Linked DNA regions of Mus musculus: regions 1, 3 and 4 are each linked to region 2. A link is a contact called in public HiChIP or PLAC-seq data. All regions are on one chromosome and are shown on one strand. Each heading gives the region's core, a stretch centred on a gene start, on an enhancer-like site or on the middle of the called end of the contact. The rest is flanking DNA. Distances are from core to core; before and after follow the strand shown. Region 1 has its middle 50 kb from the start of Gclc. Region 2 has its middle 9.5 kb from the start of Gm23609. Region 3 has its middle 37 kb from the start of Klhl31. Region 4 has its middle 30 kb from the start of Gclc.

Region 1 (4,803 bases), core at 730-3,229, 320 kb before region 2:
GAAGAATTTTCTTTGTTGAATATACCTCTTCCCAACTTAGCTTGTGCCAAGTTGGAAAAAAAAAGAAAAAGAAAAAAAAAAACCACAATGAGTACCTGGGATTTATGGTGAGAAGTCTGTGGTTATGATGACACATATGCTCATTCTTCCTCCCTGTTTCCTGACATTCAGCTCCTAGATATTTTGGGGACCTATAGAGTGACAAAGTCCTTTTGTGTGCCAAGACGGCTGGTGGCTAAGGGCTCTTAGATGCGATTAGAATGAGGAAGGGTGGGTACTGGAAAGACTTAAGTATGATTAGAGAGTTGGAACTTTTGGTTCTAGGCCCTAGCCTCTTCCTCCATGGAAAGGAGAGGCGCTTCAGGCTAAGCTCTTACAGTGGCAGACGATTTGATCAACCGGGTCAATAAGAATCTAAAGAGGCCATAGAGATGACTGAGTGAGCGGGGCCTGCTGCTGGAGCTGGAGGGCCTGAGTTCTGATCCTCGGCCCTTACATAAAAAGGCAGGCATAGTAGTGCACACCTCAACAAGACAGAGGCAGGAGGATGCTCAGAGCCCACTGGCCAGCTCCTGGAAGCAAACAGGGAATTCTAGGTTTAATAAGAAAGAGTCTGCCTCCAAAAATTAAGGTAGAGAGTGGTAGAGGAAGACACCTGAGATGTGAGTACATACATACACACACACACATGCACACATGAGCACATACATGCATACATGTGCACATACACATGCATACACAAACACACATATGCATGCGTACTAAACCTATGAAGGCACCTGTAGGCCCAGAGAGCACAGAGAAGTTCCAACTCTCTTTCTATGTACCCTGTCCTTTGTGTCACTTTTGTCTGGGTCTTCTTCTGTATTTACAATAAGCCAGTAAGCATAAGTCCTACGAGCCTTGCTAGCAAATTAATTAAATCCATGGAGATAGTGACGGGGCCCTGGTCTATAGCTAATGGTAGAAGGACATATAGTACTCTGCTGTGTTATTTGGTGTCACAAATGGATCAGTCTCAAAAAGCACTTTACTTTCAAGATCCAACCTCTAGCTAGACAGTGTCAGAGTTGCACTGAGATGGTTGTTTCCCATAGGAAACACTGTGAACTTTGGCAGATAGGGGTGAGTGTTCTGTGTTGGCTGTAGGAACTTGGGTTTTGTTTTCCTTATTTTAAGTAGAGGTATGCTGCCTTATTTAACTCCATACACCTCATAAACTATATCTGAGCTAGGTAGGAAAGGAAAACCCAGAGGAACAAGTTATGAACAGACAACATTTCCCTGAAAGCAGGAAATGGCAATGCCCATAATCATGCTTAAGCAAATTAAATATTTACTCAGCTGACAGAAGTAAATATTTCATTTTTCATCATAAGTCACTTCAATCAATACTTAGCTAGTATCCACCACTTGGGGGAACTTACGTCTTTGGGAACAAATAAAAAGTTTACATAAATCCCAAGAGGACTATTGAAGTCGGGAAAGTTTAAGAGAAGCGTTTCTTTGGTAGTGTAAGTTTTTGAGGGTTTGGACGGCCAAGGAGCTACATGGCATGAAGAGTGTCATGACTGAAGTAAAAGTGCAGTCGTGAGGGATCCACAGGCACCAGAGTCTGCAGAGGGAGGAGAGCTGCTGGCCCACTGTAAAGGAAACTTCAGCAAAAGAAGAAGAAAGAAGCCAGCATTACTCTCTACACGCACGATTGCCTTAGATCATCTCAAAGCAAGTGATTAAGAACCTGTCGCCATAGCCAACTGCCTGCTAGGAAAGCATTGTCAATCCAGGGAATGCATTTGTTCTGGTTACTTGTGGATCAGGTGGTCCTCCAAATAGATGTAAAAGCCAAGGGAGCTAGCCGAACGGCAGGAACGATCCCATTTCCTTCCGACAGGAATGTGTTCCTGGTTTACACTGAGCATTTAAGCTCTTGCTGACTCACTGTGACAACTCTAAGCTGCATTGGGCTAAAGCTCAGACATTGGAGCTATAAAGACAAAGCTTAATATCAGCTCCTGAAAGGTGTGCTGTCTGACTCAGTCATACCTGGCTATATCCTTAGTCATAGTGCTGAGAATGCATGATGAAGGCAAAAAAATGAAATGTGTGTGCTCTGAGCAAGGTCAGTGGAGGGTGATTACTAATACCCCAAACACCATACATGATCCATGCCCCCAGCACTGGTTTGATATAGTGCATCCATACATATTCTTACAGGAAAACTTTTACAAGTTGGACCCATCATGGGGCAAGCCTGTAATCCTAGCTACCCAGGAGATGGGTGCAGGAAGGCCATAATTTCAAGGCCTGCTTGGCTAGGACTGTTCTCAAGGCCAGCCTTGGGCAACTTAGTGAGGTCCTGTGTAAAACTCAAAAGGGCTCAGGATGTAGTTCAGTGAGAGAACACTTGCCTAGAGTGTTAGGCCCTGGGTTCAATTCCCAGTGCCATAAGCAAAACAAAACAAAAGTTCTTTAAAAAGAAAAAGAAAACCTAGAGAGAAAACAGGTGACACTTGACAGGGCACCCGGATGTCACTCCTTCGCTACTTGAATTGCCTTTCTCGTTACTCAGGTGGTAGAAAGGTAAAGGAAATCCCTTGGACCTCGGAACGTTGACTGACATAAACTGACAGCCCAGAGGCCATCTGAGGAAGTGATACAGCGGTTTGCTGATGTGCACAGGGGGCAGTCATGGGAGTGTGCCTCCACTGAGCCAATGAGGTTCAGATGTTAGTGTGACTCCTCGCTATCTCAGTAAGGCTCAGGAGTGTGATTCCCCACTAACCCAGTGAGACCTGTATACTCTTCTCCATAGAGGAAAAAAAAAAAAACCTGGTGGAAATAGAGGCAATTTAGAAGGATAGTAAATGATTATCAAGGGAATGAAGAGGCTTGGAGATAGAGATGAGATTATAAAGTGACTCTCTGGAATCTGAATGAGCCAGAAAGCAAGATGCTATCTTGGGACAGAGTCCACCCCTGTGTGGATGCACTTTGATAGACTATGATCTTCCTTCATGAGAATGGAAGGCAGTTGTGATTTTCCATGGGTCTGGTCTTAATGCAGAGTAACTCCTTTCCTGTGCCTGTGGGAGAGCTGGGATAAAGGGTGTGGGACTCAAGGGATGATCTCTAAGACCACTCCTCCAACCTAGCATGCCAAAATGACATTATGGGGTACGATTTTGTGAATCCCAGCAATATAAACATGAAAAAAAAAAACCATAGCATCCATACCACATGTGCTGATGTAGAGCTGGAGGGTTTCTGTGCTCATTACATTACCACTCCATTCAAGAAAGAATGTGTCTCTTCTCCTTTTCTAGGAAGGCTCTCTCATGTCCCTTGCCAGTGTCTCCCCATGAACCTGCTGGGTCTCATAAAACAATACCCCCTCGAAGTATAATTATTTGGCATGTTCATAAACAGTCTCAAGGCCGGGGTCTTTCTAACCTCTTGTTTCTCCTCCATCATCGGAAGGGGCTCCCCTAAATACCCACATGTGACTGGAAGCTGCTTATGAAAGAAGCACAATGTTGTAAGCCCTTTTCCTAGGAGTTACATCAAATAACAGAAAGATTATTTTAAAAGGAACTAAAAGCTGTCACCGTGCCTGAGTAGATTAATCTTTCGGTTTCATGGCCTATTCATCTCCAAAGGTGCTGATTACCTTCAAGATTACCATCTTGACATATGAAATCCGGGAAGGTCACAGGGACTATGTTACCTTTTTGTGGCACTCTGGCTCACACAGTAACGTTCCACCTCTCCATCACTGCCTTGCCTTTCTACCCTAGGGATCGTCTCTGAGACCACTCCTCCAACTTAGCATGCCAAAATGACACTTTGGGGTTCACTTTTGTGAATCCCAGCAATATAAACATGAAAACCCTTGGCATGAAATCAGTTTTATACTCTGGTTTCCCAGATGAAGTAATGGTTCAGAAAGGCTCTAACTCATCCAAGGCATCTTCGTTGCTGACTCTAATAGATTGCAAAAAAGCCCTAGCCACAGCAGCCAACAAAGATGTGAACTAGCCAGTCATGTTATTTGGAAAGAAACACAGAATATTATTTTTATATACAAATCATTATTCACTCTTATTGCACATGTATAATATTTATTCTCTTTCGTTCTTTTCAAAAGACACGTTGCAAAAAAAAAAGTTAACCTTTTTTTGTTAAGTGTACTCTTAAAAAAAAATTACCACTAAATGATGGCCCTGGTAGTAAGACTGGAAATGCCAGCAGAAAGCCTGCTGTAACAAAGTATCCCAGGCTCCCTGGTTTCTCCCCTCATCAAACGGTTGTCATGGAGATAAAATGTCTGGACCCAGTGTTCTGACCATAGCTAGTGAAGTGGTATAAGGTTGCAACATTGTCAACAAATTCAGTTTTTTAATCAATGCAGATTAACACTGGGTTATGTAGACTGCGCTGACACTAGCTGTGGACACTAGCTGGGGAACTCTGTGGAGCAGGATCGTGGATGGATCTCAGAACGGGACAGGGCTTCATCCTAGAGGCCAGGAATCTTTCTAAGCAGGTGTTAAGCGAAGGACTTGATCTTGCATGTCGTGGCTTTCTCACCTAGAACATGAAGATTGTCGACATACTAAAGGCAGAACAAGAGGCTCTGGAAAGTTGTCGGGACGTGAAGAAAGCCAAAGGGGCCCCTCATACTGAGTCTCTGTCTCTGGGGACTTGCCTGTTCCTACCTCTCCTGTTACTTGTAAACATGTGTATGGGACCGCTGTGTCTGATTTCTTTGATTTACATAAGATTTGCATGCCTTATTCATGC
Region 2 (4,633 bases), core at 231-2,730:
AAAGAGATAAGCTTGTGGTTTCTTCCTTATACAGGGAATTTCGTTCCGCCTCAGTGCAATTGCTCCCAGCTGCAGGCTCTGCCTTCTCTCCTGCTCTCCACACCCCAACCCGACCACCCCACAGCTCAGGCAAACAGTCCGAAGGAAGAAAAGCCTCCTCTGGCATCCCACTCCCCATGCGGGAATGAATGCCTCTGTTGGGCCAGTCAGTTACCATGACAGCAGGTTGTTGTAAGGTCAGGCTGACCCTCGTTCTTTGTCCTCTATATCACGGGTCTTGTTTTTCCACCTATTAAAACAGAACATGAGGCTCTTGCCACGTGTGGCTGACCAGCCTGGGATTTCCACCCTCCCGAACTATGTGTTAAATAAGCCTCTTGGCCCATAAACTCCAGAGTTTCTTGTATTCTATCCTAACGAGAATAACCAGTCACTTCCCTGTCAGCAGCCTCCATGGATCTTAGGTAACATCCAAACCTTTAGCAAGCTCTGGACTCTACCTTCCTGGCCTAGACCATCGGTGGCGGATGGATGCGCTTTCCATGAACACACACACTAGAACCTCCTTAGGTATTGTGAGCTGTGAAGACAGACCGTGAAGGAAAGTGGCTTGCTGGAGGTGGGGGTGCTTGGCTTCTGTGGTGGGGGAGTCTTCTCCCGCTGATATTTGGCTGAGACTCAAGCATGAAGGGAAAATTAAGAGCCAATCTCCCATGTTCCAGCTGCAGTGGCCTCTTTCTGTCTCTCAAACTCTTTGGCTTTGTGCTTCTGCCTCCTCGACCCTCCTGGCTGGCCCATTAAGATCCAGAGATATCATCTGTTACAGTGTCCGGAGGACCTGTGACAGCTCACTGAATCGACTTGCAGGCTGACTCTAAGTTATTTTGCTGTCTAAAGGTCTGGGGCTCCTGTCTGCCGACCACTCTCCTCCAGGGGTAGGCTCTAAGGCCTCAGTGGATGCTTGAAGCTGAGGTGGACACCAGACCCAGACAGAGGCACCGTGATGCTGTGGCGGTGCTGCCAGCTGACTGATGGGCACAGAGTGTACACAGCCGGGTGTACAGGAAGCAGGAGTGATTCATACCCCATGCAGGGCAGGGCAGGACACAGATTTCATCATACTGCTCAGAATAAAATGTAGTTTCCAGCACAGGCATCGGTTATGCTCAGAACTTTCCACTGAACAATTTCAGAGCATATTTAAGCAGGGAACTGAAACCACAGATAAGGTTGAGGACCGCTCTGATGTAATAAGGTTTACATTTGGCTAATGGGGTGGGGTGGGAGACAAAGTCCAGTCTGTAGGATCAAGAATGCTTTTATTTCTCTTTACAACTTTATGTTCGACCTGGTGTGATTAGCTTTTCTGCCCTAGGGCTGTTCTGAAAACTTCTGACAGCTCCTTGCCCCCTCTACCCCCACCACATCACTGGATATCCTGATGAGTCCCCAGTGTGCCAGATCAGAGATGGTCCAGGTCAGGGCATCTGGAAATGAAAGTGACCCTTTCAGGAGTTTACGCCAGCCAGCCATGGCTATGACATTCAAAGGATAGTTGACTTATTAACTTGGACCTTAGGTAATCTTTCTTTTTTTTTTAAGATTTATTTATTATTATATGTAAATACACTGTAGCTGTCTTCAGACACACCAGAAGAGGGAGTCAGATCTTGTTACGGATGGTTGTGAGCCACCATGTGGTTGCTGGGATTTGAACTCTGGACCTTCGGAAGACCAATCGGGTACTCTTACCCACTGAGCCATCTCTCCAGCCCTTAGCTAATCTTTCTATTACAGCTTCTCCTAATTGCCCAAACCATCACTCGCCAATGTTGTTCCCTCCCACGATAAATCACGTCCAGATTACCTGCTCAGTAAGGGTTTTCTGTTCTTTTCAACTTCCCCTCCTCATTCTAGGTTGCGGTTACACACCCTGGAACGTATGTGCACGTTAGGAGCCGATGTCCACCTTACCCCTTGAGGACTGTCACGGGTGTTTAGACCATCCAGAGCACCACTCACTGTTATCAAAACATTTTTTTAAAAATCCCATTAACATTAAAAACTTTTATTCATGTGTAGGTATACATATAAAGGTCAAAAGACAATTTGCACTAGTTGACTCCTTCCTTCCACGTGTAGGACTCGGGGAATCAAACTCAGAGTGGCAGCCTTGGTAGCAAGCACCGCTGTCAGCAAGCCATCTCACCATGTTTCCCACCGCGACAGGCTGTTTTTCATTCACAAGTTCTCTGTGTTAACATGTTTCCATTTACCAAGGCCATAGACATTAGCTGCACATGATTGGGAGATAATTGAAATGTGGTTCAGACAACTAATGAATGCATTGTTAGTGGGTTTTTTTTTTTTTTGAAAATTCTTCAGAAAAGACAGCAAATGAGATAATTTATTTGACTACAAGGGAGATCAGAAGCGGTAAGGCCACCATAGGTCTGGGGTAGAGGCTAACGGGGACTGTTTTGGTTGTGAGCAAGGTGGCCTCTTGGGGTGCTTTCTATGATAAGATGGTGGTCAGGTTCAGAGCCAGTGACGCAACTCACTAACTAATTTAAGACTCGGACCTGTGCCTCAGCCTCCGGCCCCCTCACCTCTGCTCCCGCAGCTTCTGTGGGTGCACAAGCTGTGTTACCCAGACCCCTGCCTCCTTTTTCTTCCTTGTCCTTCAGCCCACTCACTCACTCCCTCCTCTGCACTCTCAGGAGGCAGGAGTTTCAAACATGGTGACAAGGCCTGCAGGCAAAAGCATTGTGTTAGCGATTACACTACTCAGAAAGCTTGACTTGAGCTTATGATATTAAAAATCCATCTCAGCCGGGCGTGGTGGCACACGTCTTTAATCCCAGCACTTGGGAGGCAGAGGCAGGCGGATATCTGAGTTCAAGGCCAGCCTGGTCTACAGAGTGAGTTCCAGGACAGCCAGGGCTATACAGAGAAACCCTGTCTCAAAAAACCAAAAACCAAAAACCAAAACAAAAATCCATCTCATTTCTCTTGTATTAGTGAGGGTTTGTTTTTGGTTTTTGGTTTTTAGATAGAGTTTTGCTATGTAGTCCAGGCTGGCATCGAAACCACAATTCTTCTGCCTCCCCAGTGCTGAGATTACAGTCATGTGACACTGTGCCTGGCTTTAGGGACATCTTTTTTAAAAAAGCAAAGCAAAAATGTATGGGTTTCCTGATGACATCATTATGCACACCATGACATCATTATGCACATATGTCCTTACTTTGCTCTTAGTTGACTTACTATCTGCACCCCTTCAGCTTCCTTCTTTCTCCAAAATTGCCGTGTGTGTGTGTGTGTGTGTGTGTGTGTGTGTCCATTTTGTATGTGTGTTTGTGTAAGGGAAAGTGTGAATGTTTACATGAATGAATGTGTCATGTGTGTGGAAGTATGTGTGAGAGTGAACATGTCGTGTGTTTGTGCATGTGTGTGTGTATGTGCTTGCGTGTGTATGTGTGTATAAATCTAGATTCAGCATATGAGAGAAAGCATGTGAAACTCACCATTCTCTTCTCCCCTGGAAAAGGAACTTATATGACCTCAGAGAATGGAAAACTATTTGCCACAAGTAAAACGGCATTTAGTTTCATCTCTTTGTTTCTTTTTATGTGGGTGAGGAGGAGCCTTCTGACCTAGTCAGTGGCAGGTGAGGGCTCTGCCCCTCAGGCATACCTTATCATCATCTTTTAATCCTGGTTTAATACTGCCGTCTGCTGGAGGGTCCGGTGTACAGCAGGCAACTGTTAGTCTCCTGGACTGCATCAGGGTGGCTGAAGATGCAGTCTGGACCACTGTTACTTTAGTACAATAAGTCTCAGCTCTCTAGTCCATTTGCTCTTTAATGAAGTCATACAGAGGCCATAACTTAGCTAAAGAAGAGAAATTAGAAGAGAAGATGAAAAGGTGTGTGTGTGTGCACGTGTGTGTGTGTACGTCAAGGTTGGTGGTAGTTCTGAAGTACTAAGGCAGGACAGATGGGAATTACAGTGGCCTGGATGAGGGAAGAGCCGCTAATCTGATCTGGTTTTTGTTGGTGGTAGTGGTGAGTTGTTTTGTTTTAGTTGTTTCTTAGTTTCGTTTGTTTGTTTGCTTGTTTGCTTGTTTTTCTGCGAAAGGCAGTAAGCTTCAGGTTCCACTGATGAAGCCCAAATTGCTCACAGAGTCAATACAAATTTTCCAAAAGAGATTAAGGACAGCAACTAACATTGTGCTTACTTAGGGCCCAAATGAGGTAATCTTGAGTTTCTACCAATTCCCTTATTCCTGAATCTAAACGGTACCCCTTACATCCACCATTCAACTTGGCTCACAGAGGGAATCCTTACTCTCAAACCTCATTGGAGGCGACATTCTGAACGGTGTTAAAGGGTGGTGGTTTTTAGATTCCTTAGACATAACTTGAATGCCAGCAGAAGTCCATCATAAGGAAACCTGCCTGGCACTTCTACCGGAGAAGCTGAAACCTGTTTGGCCATGTCTCTTTCTTTCCCAAGGCGACCTTTTGTAACGTGTGAAAATGCCCTAGACTAAATCTCCTCCTCTGATTTATATGAGTTCAGCATGAAAGTCTTTCTTTGTAGAGGCCACAGAATCTGAGTGTTACATAAAT
Region 3 (4,349 bases), core at 626-3,125, 350 kb before region 2:
CTCTAGCTGCAACACCACTGTGGTTAATTAGTTGCTATTCTATTGCTGTGAAGAGACACCATGGCTAAGACAACTCTTATGAAAGAAAGCATTTACAGGGGGCTGGCTCACAGTTTCAGAGGCCTAGTCCATTATCATCATGGCAGGGAGCATGGTGGCAAAGGTGGTACTGGAGTAGTAACTGAAAGCTACATCCTGACTTACAGACTAAGAGAGCATGACACTGAACCACACTTGGGCTTTTGAAACCTCAAAGCCCACCCCCAATGACACATATCCTCCGACAAGGTCACACCTCCTAATCTTTCTAACCCTTTCCAATAGTACCACTCCCCAGTGACTAAGCATTCAAATATATGAGCCTGTGAGGGACATTCTAATTCAAACCATCACAATCACCCACTCATCACAGGTTCAAAAGTTTGACACTGGGGCCAAAGAGATGGCTCAGTGGTTAAAAACACTGGTTGTCCTTCCAGGTGACCCAGGTCGTATGCCCAGACTCCACATAGCAGCCCATTACCATCTGTTACCCCAGGCTCAGGAGATCTGATTCTTTTATACGAATGCTTCAAGCATGCATGTGTAAGAGACATACTAGCAGACAAAATATCCACACACAAAAAAATGAGTTTTTAAAGTGTAGCATTATTGATTTGTTCCAAAGACTTTTGTGTTACCCTTTTTGTCACTGTGATAAGGTACATGATAGAAACACTTAATAGAAGGAGGACTTATTATGGCTCACAGTTTTGAAGGCTACAAGCCCATCATAGTGGGGAGAACAAGGCATCTCAATCCATAGCAGCAGTAGCTTGCCACACAGCTTGGCAGATGAGGAATATGGTGGTTTGAATATGCTTGGCCCATGGCAAGTGGCAGTAGTAGGAGGTGTGGCCTTGTTGGAATAGGTGTAGCCTTGTTGGAGGAAGTGTCTCACTATGTAGGCAATCTTTGAGGTCTCCTTTGTGTGTGGATATTTTGTCTGCTTGTATGTCTCTTATCACATGCATGCTTGAAGCATTCTTATAAAAGAATCAGATCTCCTGAGCCTGGGGTAACAGATGGTAATGGGCTGCTATGTGGAGTGCTCAATCTCTGCTCAATGTGGAGCAGAGCCTCCCCCTGACTTCTTGGCTGCCTGGACAAGACAGTCTCCACCTGGCTGCCTTTGAATAGAGATGAAGAACTCTGGCTCCTCCAACACCATGCCTGCCTGTACACTGCCATGCTTCCCACCATAATGATAATGGACTGGACCTCTGAAACTGTAAGCCAGCCCCAATGAAAAGTTTGCCTTCAAAAGAGGTTAGGAAAATAGAGGTGGCAACAATATCCAGTATCCTGAGGGTAGAAACTGAAGGCAGTGTGAAAAATATATCCAAGGAAAGGACTATGTCGGCTCCATCTGGGAGCAAATATCCTTCAACAGATTGACCCACATGTCAACATGCCTTAGTCACAGTGTCTCTTCACGGCCATGAAACCCTAACTAAGACAAGGAACAGAGATCTCAGGCCAGAAGCAGGGCTACATTGTAACTTTCAAAGACCTACTTCCTGTGACCCATCTCCAACAGCCATTCATTCTTTCTACACAGAATGGCACCACCAACTGAGAACCAAGTGTCCAAACACAGGAACCCATGGAAGCCATTTCACATTCAAACCACAGTCCAGAGCAGAATCAGTTCATCAAGGAGCTCACGAGTACCCTGTTCATCTAGAACTGCTTCAATATTCACCTGCCAATGCACAGGCCACAGCTGTTACAATGCAGGAAGATCCACATAGTTTTCCCAGTGGGAGCAGACTTGGGCATTGCCCACACCACACTCTACTTTCGGAGGTTTGTGAAAGGCAAGAGTTATGAGGTCACAGTAGCCTCTATAATGAGTCATATGAGCACCAGCCATAAATTCAGAAGTTCAAACAATACTAAGCTTTGTTATATTCCATGAACCCCGAACCTAAGTTGCTAAGTTTGCCAAACTGTTTTTTTTTTCTTTTTTTCAAAAATAAAAAAAAAAGTTTGGGAGCCTGGCCATGTGATACAGGCTTAAAGTATCTGCACTTTCCCCGTAGAGTGATGCGTACTGGATCCACAAGAATGAAGCAATGTAGTTGAAGCTTCAGTGGAAAGGCTGGGGAGGTAGAGGTGTGGCTGGCACAACCAGTGTCCTGAGAATAGGAACTGAAGTCAGTGTGGAAAATATATCCAAGGAAATAACTGTGTCGGCTCCATCTGGGAGCAAGTATCATTCCACAGATTGACCCACATGTCAGACAAGTTGCTTGAGATTTAATATTTTGCCTGTTGAGTTTCACAACCTCTTGATCCATCTATTTAATTTCCCTATTCCTCCTTTTTTGGAATGAGCTAACTACCCTGTGCATATCTCCCGTGGTGTCCTGGGAGTATACTCCTTGAAATTTTGACTTCTTTGTGGGCTCAAAGATGAATTTTTCTAGTCTTGGAGTCACTAACATTGGGCCTTTGAGCAAATCTTAAGCAATTAAGATCTTGAATTCTTAGTGTCACCAACTGGTTGAGATTGACTCTGCTCTACTTAGCTAGAAAACATGAACATACAAAATAGTCCAGTTAGTTTTAGAAGCCCTGAACTATGAGTGCTAATGACACTCAAGGACTTTTCAGTACATCTCCAAGGACTTGTGCCAGAGGCACTCTGATTTTATGGTATTAAGTCTCTGCACTCTGGAACTGGAAGCTTTCAGAGCTCTGTGCTGCATCAGTGCCCTCAGAGCTCGGGCTCAGTTTCTAGCTACTCTCTCTGACTTCTTGGAAGCCAGAACTAGTAATTATTAATGGATCTCTGAAATTATTCTAGTGACAGGGGCTTGCAGCAATTTCCCAGCCTTGGCTCTGAGCTCTTAATTACTCAGGAATGTAGCCAGACTTTTGGCTACTTTGTGGGTTCTTTTCTCTTCCGCCCTTTTCTTCCATCCTTTCAACCCCCTAATACTAGGTAGGAGAAGAGAAAAAGGACAGAGAGGAAAGGGGGTGACATTATCATTAGATTACTTCCTGCTGATAAATGGCCTCAAGTTCCTTGGGGAAATTTTGATTTTCACCATCAGGATATCTAATTTCTTCTATTTAAACAAACCACAACCCACAGCAATCAACAGCAACTGACCAACAACCAACAATGCACCAATAGCAAGACCACCACCTCTTGGGGCCCTAGCATTGAAATACCCTCTGAAGAGTCCCCAGAAGATCTGTCACACATTCCCCAGAACTCTCTGTAGGTAGCAAGATCACACCCCTGATTGAAAACGAAGTAAATCATAGTCAGCTGCTATCTGAAGCAGCCCCGTATTCCAAACGTGGGATTAAAGCAAAAATTTTAAAACTTATAATATTTCTGTGTTTTTAAAAGAAACCGGCACAAGTCCCTTCCGCTCGACTCGAGCCCCGGGCTACCTGCCAGCAGAGTCTTGCCCAACACCCGCAAGGGCCCACACGGGACTCCCCACGGGATCCTAAGACCTCTGGTGAGTGGAACACGGCGCCTGCCCCAATCCAATCGCGCGGAACCTAAGACTGCCGTACATAGGGAAGCAGGCTACCCGGGCTTGATCTGGGGCACAAACCCCTTCCACTCCACTCGAGCCCCGGGCTACCTGCCAGCAGAGTCTTGCCCAACACCCGCAAGGGCCCACACAGGATTCCACACAAGATCCTAAGACCTCTAGTGAGTGGAACACAACTTCTGCCAGGAGTCTGGTTCGAACACTAGATATCTGGGTACCTGCCCTGCAAGAAGAGAGCTTGCCTGCAGAGAATACTCTGCCCACTGAAACCAAGGAGAGTGCTACCCTCCAGGTCTGCTTATAGAGGCTAACAGAGTCACCTGAAGAACAAGCTCTTAACAGTGACAACTAAAACAGCTAGCTTCAGAGATTACCAGATGGCGAAAGGCAAACGTAAGAATCCTACTAACAGAAATCAAGACCACTCACCATCATCAGAACGCAGCACTCCTACCCCACCTAGTCCTGGGCACCCCAACACAACCGAAAATCTAGACACAGATTTAAAAACATTTCTCACGATGATGATAGAGGACATCAAGACGGACTTTCATAAGTCACTTAAAGAATTACAGGAGAGAACTGCTAAAGAGTTACAGGCCCTTAAAGAAAAGCAGGAAAACACAGGAAACAGGTAGAAATCATTAAAGAAAAACAGGAAAACACATCCAAACAGGTGATGGAAATGAACAAAACCATACTAGAACTAAAAGGGGAAGTAGACACAATAAAGAAAACCCAAAGCGAGGCAACGCTGGAGATAGAAACCCTAGGAAAGAGATCTGGAAC
Region 4 (4,806 bases), core at 944-3,443, 300 kb before region 2:
CTAATTGTCACACACCAAGCAGCCTTTATAATCAAATATTCTTGGCAAAACAGTCCGAAGCTACCCTCCTTAATACACACTGAAGGACAATAGTTGAAAACATGATCTTTGTTTTCTACAGTAAACCACTGTATCTCTGTAAGAGAAGACAATTTTTAATGTACAGTTAAAAACAAAAACAAAACTCTGCAGTTCAAAAAATATAATAATCTCAAATTGGAATCAAAGTGTTTCAGGCAGTGTTGACTGATGTTATAGTTTATTGGTGTTATGTAATGTGACCGGCATGTGCTGTGCAAAGCACCTATGTTCTGTGCTCAGAGCCAAGGCTATAGTGAAGTTATATAATGCAATATGGACAAGCACTCCCAGAAACACATTAATTACACATTTGCCTTTGAATTAACCTTTGGTCATTGCACATTCAGAAACCTCTAACTGATGCCAAGTTTTCCACAGCACTACATTCAGTTAAGATAAGAGGCTTCAGATAGAATAGCAGTACACAGTGTAAGAAGCTGGGTACCCATAGTCACCAATTTTTCCCTGAGCCTTGACCCTGCCACCAAGTTCCAGGTTCATATTTTCAACTATCTGTTAAATAACCACCTACACATCTCTTCAACTTAGCATGCACAAAAGCAAACCTATCTTCTGCCTACTCTAGTATTTTGCTGATACTTTATTTTCTCTATTTCCATTCACTACCGCAGTAACCACCAAGCCAGAGATGAGCTTGGACCATCTAGCAGATCCTCCCCCATTCTTGCTACTCTCTTTCCTGAGCTTAGCTGTGGTTTCCCTAAGGGAAGTCTGAGAAAAGATCTGCTTATTTCACTAGTTACTTTTCTTATTGCTCTAACAAAATACCTAGCAAGAAGCAAGTAAGGGAGAGGCTTAATTTGGTTTGTAGTTCAAAGATACACAGTATCTTCCATAATGGTAGGGAAGGCTAGCTTGGTGAGCAGAAGGCAGCTGGGCACGCTACATCCACACTAAGAAAGCAGAGACTGATGAATATTCGTGCTTAGCTCAGGTCCTTATTATTTATTCAGTACAGGGCATACAGCCCATTGTATGGTATTGACAATGTTTATGGTGAGTCTTCCCATCAGAATTAATCCAATATAAGCAGTACATCTTGAGAGAGAGAGAGAGAAAGTGACAGAGAGATGATTGGGTCCCTCCTTTTGGCTATCTATCGAAACAGCAGAGTCCAAGAGGTTGGAATTCCCCCGAGTTTCAAGCTAGGAGAAAGAAAAGGCTGGGGCCCTAGTACCAACCAGGAGCATGTTTCTTGGGGAATGATTTCGGACAACTCGTCATAAGACCACCTCACAGGAGGTACTGGAGCAGATAATAATGATGGGCTACATCCTGGTAAGAACTGCTTAGATATGCAACCCTTTAAACTCAAACCCCATGTTAGGTCCCTGAAACTAGACTAGGGCCAGCAATGGTCACTCCTTGTTCTTCTCCCCCAGTGTGGCCACACTGAATACATCTTTTGTTGCTTTTTCACTACTGCTGTTGAATTGGCCTAGCGAGAGCCAGTGGCCAAGTGATTAAGTGACTCAATAGGACTTATAAGTTCAAGGGTTTGACTCTAATGACTCCAGTAACAATGGTTGTTGGTGCCAGATGAGCCCAAAGTGTCCCTAATACTCACCAACCATAAATCATTATGTCCCTAATACTCACCAATCATTAGATATATGACTTTTCTTCCAGCCCTACATATCTCTCAAATTGCACCTCAATCCTTTGTAGACATATTGGCTGACACCAAAATAGATGTGTATTTCTACATGTTTAGAAATGTGTGACTACAAATGAATATTTGAAAAAAAGAAATTCCCCTGACCCTTCATTTGCTCAGTCTGGACCACCAGTAATAGCTGCACATGTAGACTTTGAAAAGTAGTCTTCTTGGTTCTAGTAACTTTTTGAGGGAAAAGTGGGTGGAATTAGGGCAAAGGGAACTGTTACAAGCAACTATATACCTTTCCACATAAAAGAAATAAATAAATTTCCAATGCAGCCTCATCTAGCCTTTCCAACTGTGATCTTTCCTTCCACAAAATTGTTTGTGGAAAAGCAGGTACTTTTCGAGACAATCACCTGTGCTATTTGGAGTGCAGGAGGAACCCGCTGCCTTTGGTAATGATCATATTTCTTCAGAGTTTGTTTTTGTTTGATTAGGCTCTCGGGAGAAAAAGGAACCATCTGAATGGCTGAGTCAACCTGCCCTGCCCTTTCAGGGTGTCCAAAAGTCAACCATTAATTGGAATCCTGAATTCTCCCCCCACTGGCTTTTCCTTGAAGTAAAACGGAGCTTTCCTTGAAACTCCTTTGTTCCGCATCTTTTCCTTTTGCAATCCACCACTGCATAATTCTACTTACTGAAAAAAAAAAAGCCCTTCGTAGAATTATAGTAAATAGAAGAGTCCACTGTGCAGTTCTTGCTGAAGAGAAAAGCAGACACGTTTCTGGCTAAGACCTGCCCAGAACATGGACTTCCCGCCTCTTGTTTTCCAACTAAAGCACTCAACAACCCAGAGATAGAGAGGCTCCTGTCTTCACTGGGATGGCTTTGAACACCAATTCCTTTCTCCTAACTACTGTCCCCTGGTATAGAAGAGGCTAACTGACTAGACCTCAGATTCCAGAAATATGTCTTTGAAAAAAAAATAAAATAAAACAGTAAATGAATGACTTCAAACTGAGCATGCTCAGGAAGGTGCCACCACTACCCGTGATAATCAATCCTTTATATGCGAATATACAGAAGTTTCCTCCAAGAAAAACCCCTAGGATCCTTGTTGGTGAGTCACTGCTTTGAGTACCACTTCCAGGACTCTCCTTACTTTCTACAAGAAGCAAATATTTCTTCAATCTCTTATCTCTTGGTTGTATTCAATTCCCATCAGCAAAGAAAAGAAGTATTATATTTGGCTATAAATTAGAACCATTATGTACACATTAGACAACTGGAAGTGAAATCGCTGAGTAAACAGGAAGATGAAAAATTCTTGCAGAGCAAAAAAATATTTTTCAAAGATGTATTAGAAATTAAAATTTAGAGTCTAAACATCGGCAACTCAAAACTAAAATTATAATGGTAAAGAAATTTGGTACTATTTATATGATTGTTATAAACTACAAAGTAGATATAGACCCTAGGCTGTGAGAAATAGAGAAGTTATCCAGCACTAGAAGCTCCTATTGATATGGGTGGTTTATAGCCTAGGCTGTTCTTAAACTGGATGGATATTTTAAATTTGTGCATACATCTGCTCTCATAGCTCCATGCCTTCCTGGCGTTTGTAGATTAAGTTCTTCAGAACATTGATTATTCTTAACAGCTTCAAGGAAAATTCTATCTGACAAAATAAAAATAGCAATGGGGTCAACGTTTCAACATTTCAACAGGGGTACTGCTTCAGAAACAGAAGATTCGGGAGCGTGAGTTCCTTGAAATGGGGAAGTACTGAGGAGGAGACAGAGGAGGGTTCTCGGACTAATACTTTTTTTTATTATTATTCAAAAAACAAGACAGGGTTTCTCTGTATAGCCCTGGCTGTCCTGGAACTCTCTCTGTAGACCTCTGTCTTCCAAGTGTTGGGATTAAAGGCGTGCACCACCACCGCCCGGCCCCTGACTAATATTTAACAACTCAGAAGGAGGAAGAGCTTCAGTGTAACCACTAAGCCACTCAGGGTTATTGGTACTTAAATATGCTAGTGAAAGTTGAAGCCAACTGAACATATAAATGATACACTGGATTTCAAAGATCTCATAAGAAAACAGCGAAACATCTCATTAACTTTTATGCAATAACATGATGATGTAATCATAATTTTTCATATTCTTTGGTAAAAATACATTATTAAACCCAATGGTTACTGACAAAGAAACAAAGAAATCAAATTGGCTAGACGGTAAAAAGAAAACATTGAGAAGCAACAGCTGGAAAGTTAAGCACACTGGGACATTCCCTGATGTACATTTGAATAATTCACCACGGCAAATGCCATTGAAGAGCTATACCACAGGAGAAGCATACAACCAGGATTTGCATTCTAGAGCCATCCTGCAGAAAGGCTGGGACAGAGCTAGAAAGGGCCCATTTAGTTCAGCATTACAGAGTTCTGTGTGAGTCAGAAGCATTTGGTTGGCATGGTAGCACAGAAACAGACACTGGGTCACAGAGTGACAGATAGAAAACATCATAGAGACAACCAACACATCTGCTGGGTTCCTAGTCAAGAGCTGTCTGTGACAAGCAAGTCCTAGAATGGGGATTCTCAACCTGTGGGTCGCGACCCCTTCAAGGGCCTCAAATCATCTTTTTCATCAGAGAACACAGATACTTACATTACGACTCATAGCAGTAGCAAAATTACAGTTTTAAAGTAACAATGAAATAATTTTGGGGGTCACTACAACATAAGGAACTGTACTAAAGGGTCACAGCATTAGGAAGGTTGAGAATCGCTGCACTAGAAGGTATCCCTTAGAGCTACTACATAAACAGAATAGATATCTGAGGAATAAGTGGTAAGTACAATTCAACAGTCATTTTTTATATTTAGAAAATGATCTGCTGCTGAGCCAAAAGTCACTAAATAATATTCACTCATAAGCAAAATTTGACTAATACTATATCAGGCATAGCAGAGTAAAATCTGAGATGATTGGCTGACTTGTGATTCAGTTCCTATCAGAAATATTACCTGTCACTAACTCCAGCTTTAGAACTTGGACAAGAGATAATAAAATCAACGCATTGCTAACAATGAGTTC

Evidence for each region. HiChIP or PLAC-seq counts read pairs in DNA pulled down with a chosen protein or histone mark.
Region 1: an HNF4G HiChIP or PLAC-seq map of pancreatic cancer cells shows a contact between it and region 2. The contact joins two enhancer-like sites. A contact is called at or near these places in 1 of 39 promoter capture datasets (liver), 1 of 484 Hi-C or Micro-C datasets (cortical neurons) and 2 of 115 datasets of contacts at active chromatin or transcription factors (hepatocytes and pancreatic cancer cells).
Region 3: a contact with region 2 is called in a FOXA1 HiChIP or PLAC-seq map of pancreatic cancer cells. The contact joins two enhancer-like sites. A contact is called at or near these places in 2 of 39 promoter capture datasets (the 3T3-L1 cell line and embryonic stem cells), 1 of 15 datasets of contacts at CTCF or cohesin (large pre-B cells), 22 of 484 Hi-C or Micro-C datasets (the AML12 cell line, B cells, the Ba/F3 cell line and 15 more) and 3 of 115 datasets of contacts at active chromatin or transcription factors (cardiomyocytes, memory CD8 T cells and pancreatic cancer cells).
Region 4: a FOXA1 HiChIP or PLAC-seq map of pancreatic cancer cells shows a contact between it and region 2. The contact joins two enhancer-like sites. A contact is called at or near these places in 1 of 39 promoter capture datasets (liver), 1 of 484 Hi-C or Micro-C datasets (cortical neurons), 3 of 115 datasets of contacts at active chromatin or transcription factors (acute myeloid leukemia, epiblast stem cells and pancreatic cancer cells) and 1 of 9 other capture datasets (embryonic stem cells).

Annotation. Positions count from the first base shown.
Region 1 is chr9:77,702,327-77,707,129 of GRCm38.p6, forward strand. No RefSeq gene overlaps it. Among named protein-coding and RNA genes, the nearest start is that of Gclc, 50 kb to the right of the region's middle. Within about 2 kb of position 1,980, at least 26 of the 459 cell types and tissues checked have an H3K27ac peak or open chromatin away from gene starts, as enhancers often do. A contact at or near this core is called in pancreatic cancer cells, where this site is marked.
Region 2 is chr9:78,021,286-78,025,918 of GRCm38.p6, forward strand. No RefSeq gene overlaps it. Among named protein-coding and RNA genes, the nearest start is that of Gm23609, 9.5 kb to the left of the region's middle. Within about 2 kb of position 1,481, at least 175 of the 459 cell types and tissues checked have an H3K27ac peak or open chromatin away from gene starts, as enhancers often do. A contact at or near this core is called in liver and pancreatic cancer cells, where this site is marked.
Region 3 is chr9:77,671,431-77,675,779 of GRCm38.p6, forward strand. No RefSeq gene overlaps it. Among named protein-coding and RNA genes, the nearest start is that of Klhl31, 37 kb to the left of the region's middle. Within about 2 kb of position 1,876, at least 12 of the 459 cell types and tissues checked have an H3K27ac peak or open chromatin away from gene starts, as enhancers often do. A contact at or near this core is called in pancreatic cancer cells, where this site is marked.
Region 4 is chr9:77,722,163-77,726,968 of GRCm38.p6, forward strand. No RefSeq gene overlaps it. Among named protein-coding and RNA genes, the nearest start is that of Gclc, 30 kb to the right of the region's middle. Within about 2 kb of position 2,194, at least 16 of the 459 cell types and tissues checked have an H3K27ac peak or open chromatin away from gene starts, as enhancers often do. A contact at or near this core is called in liver and pancreatic cancer cells, where this site is marked.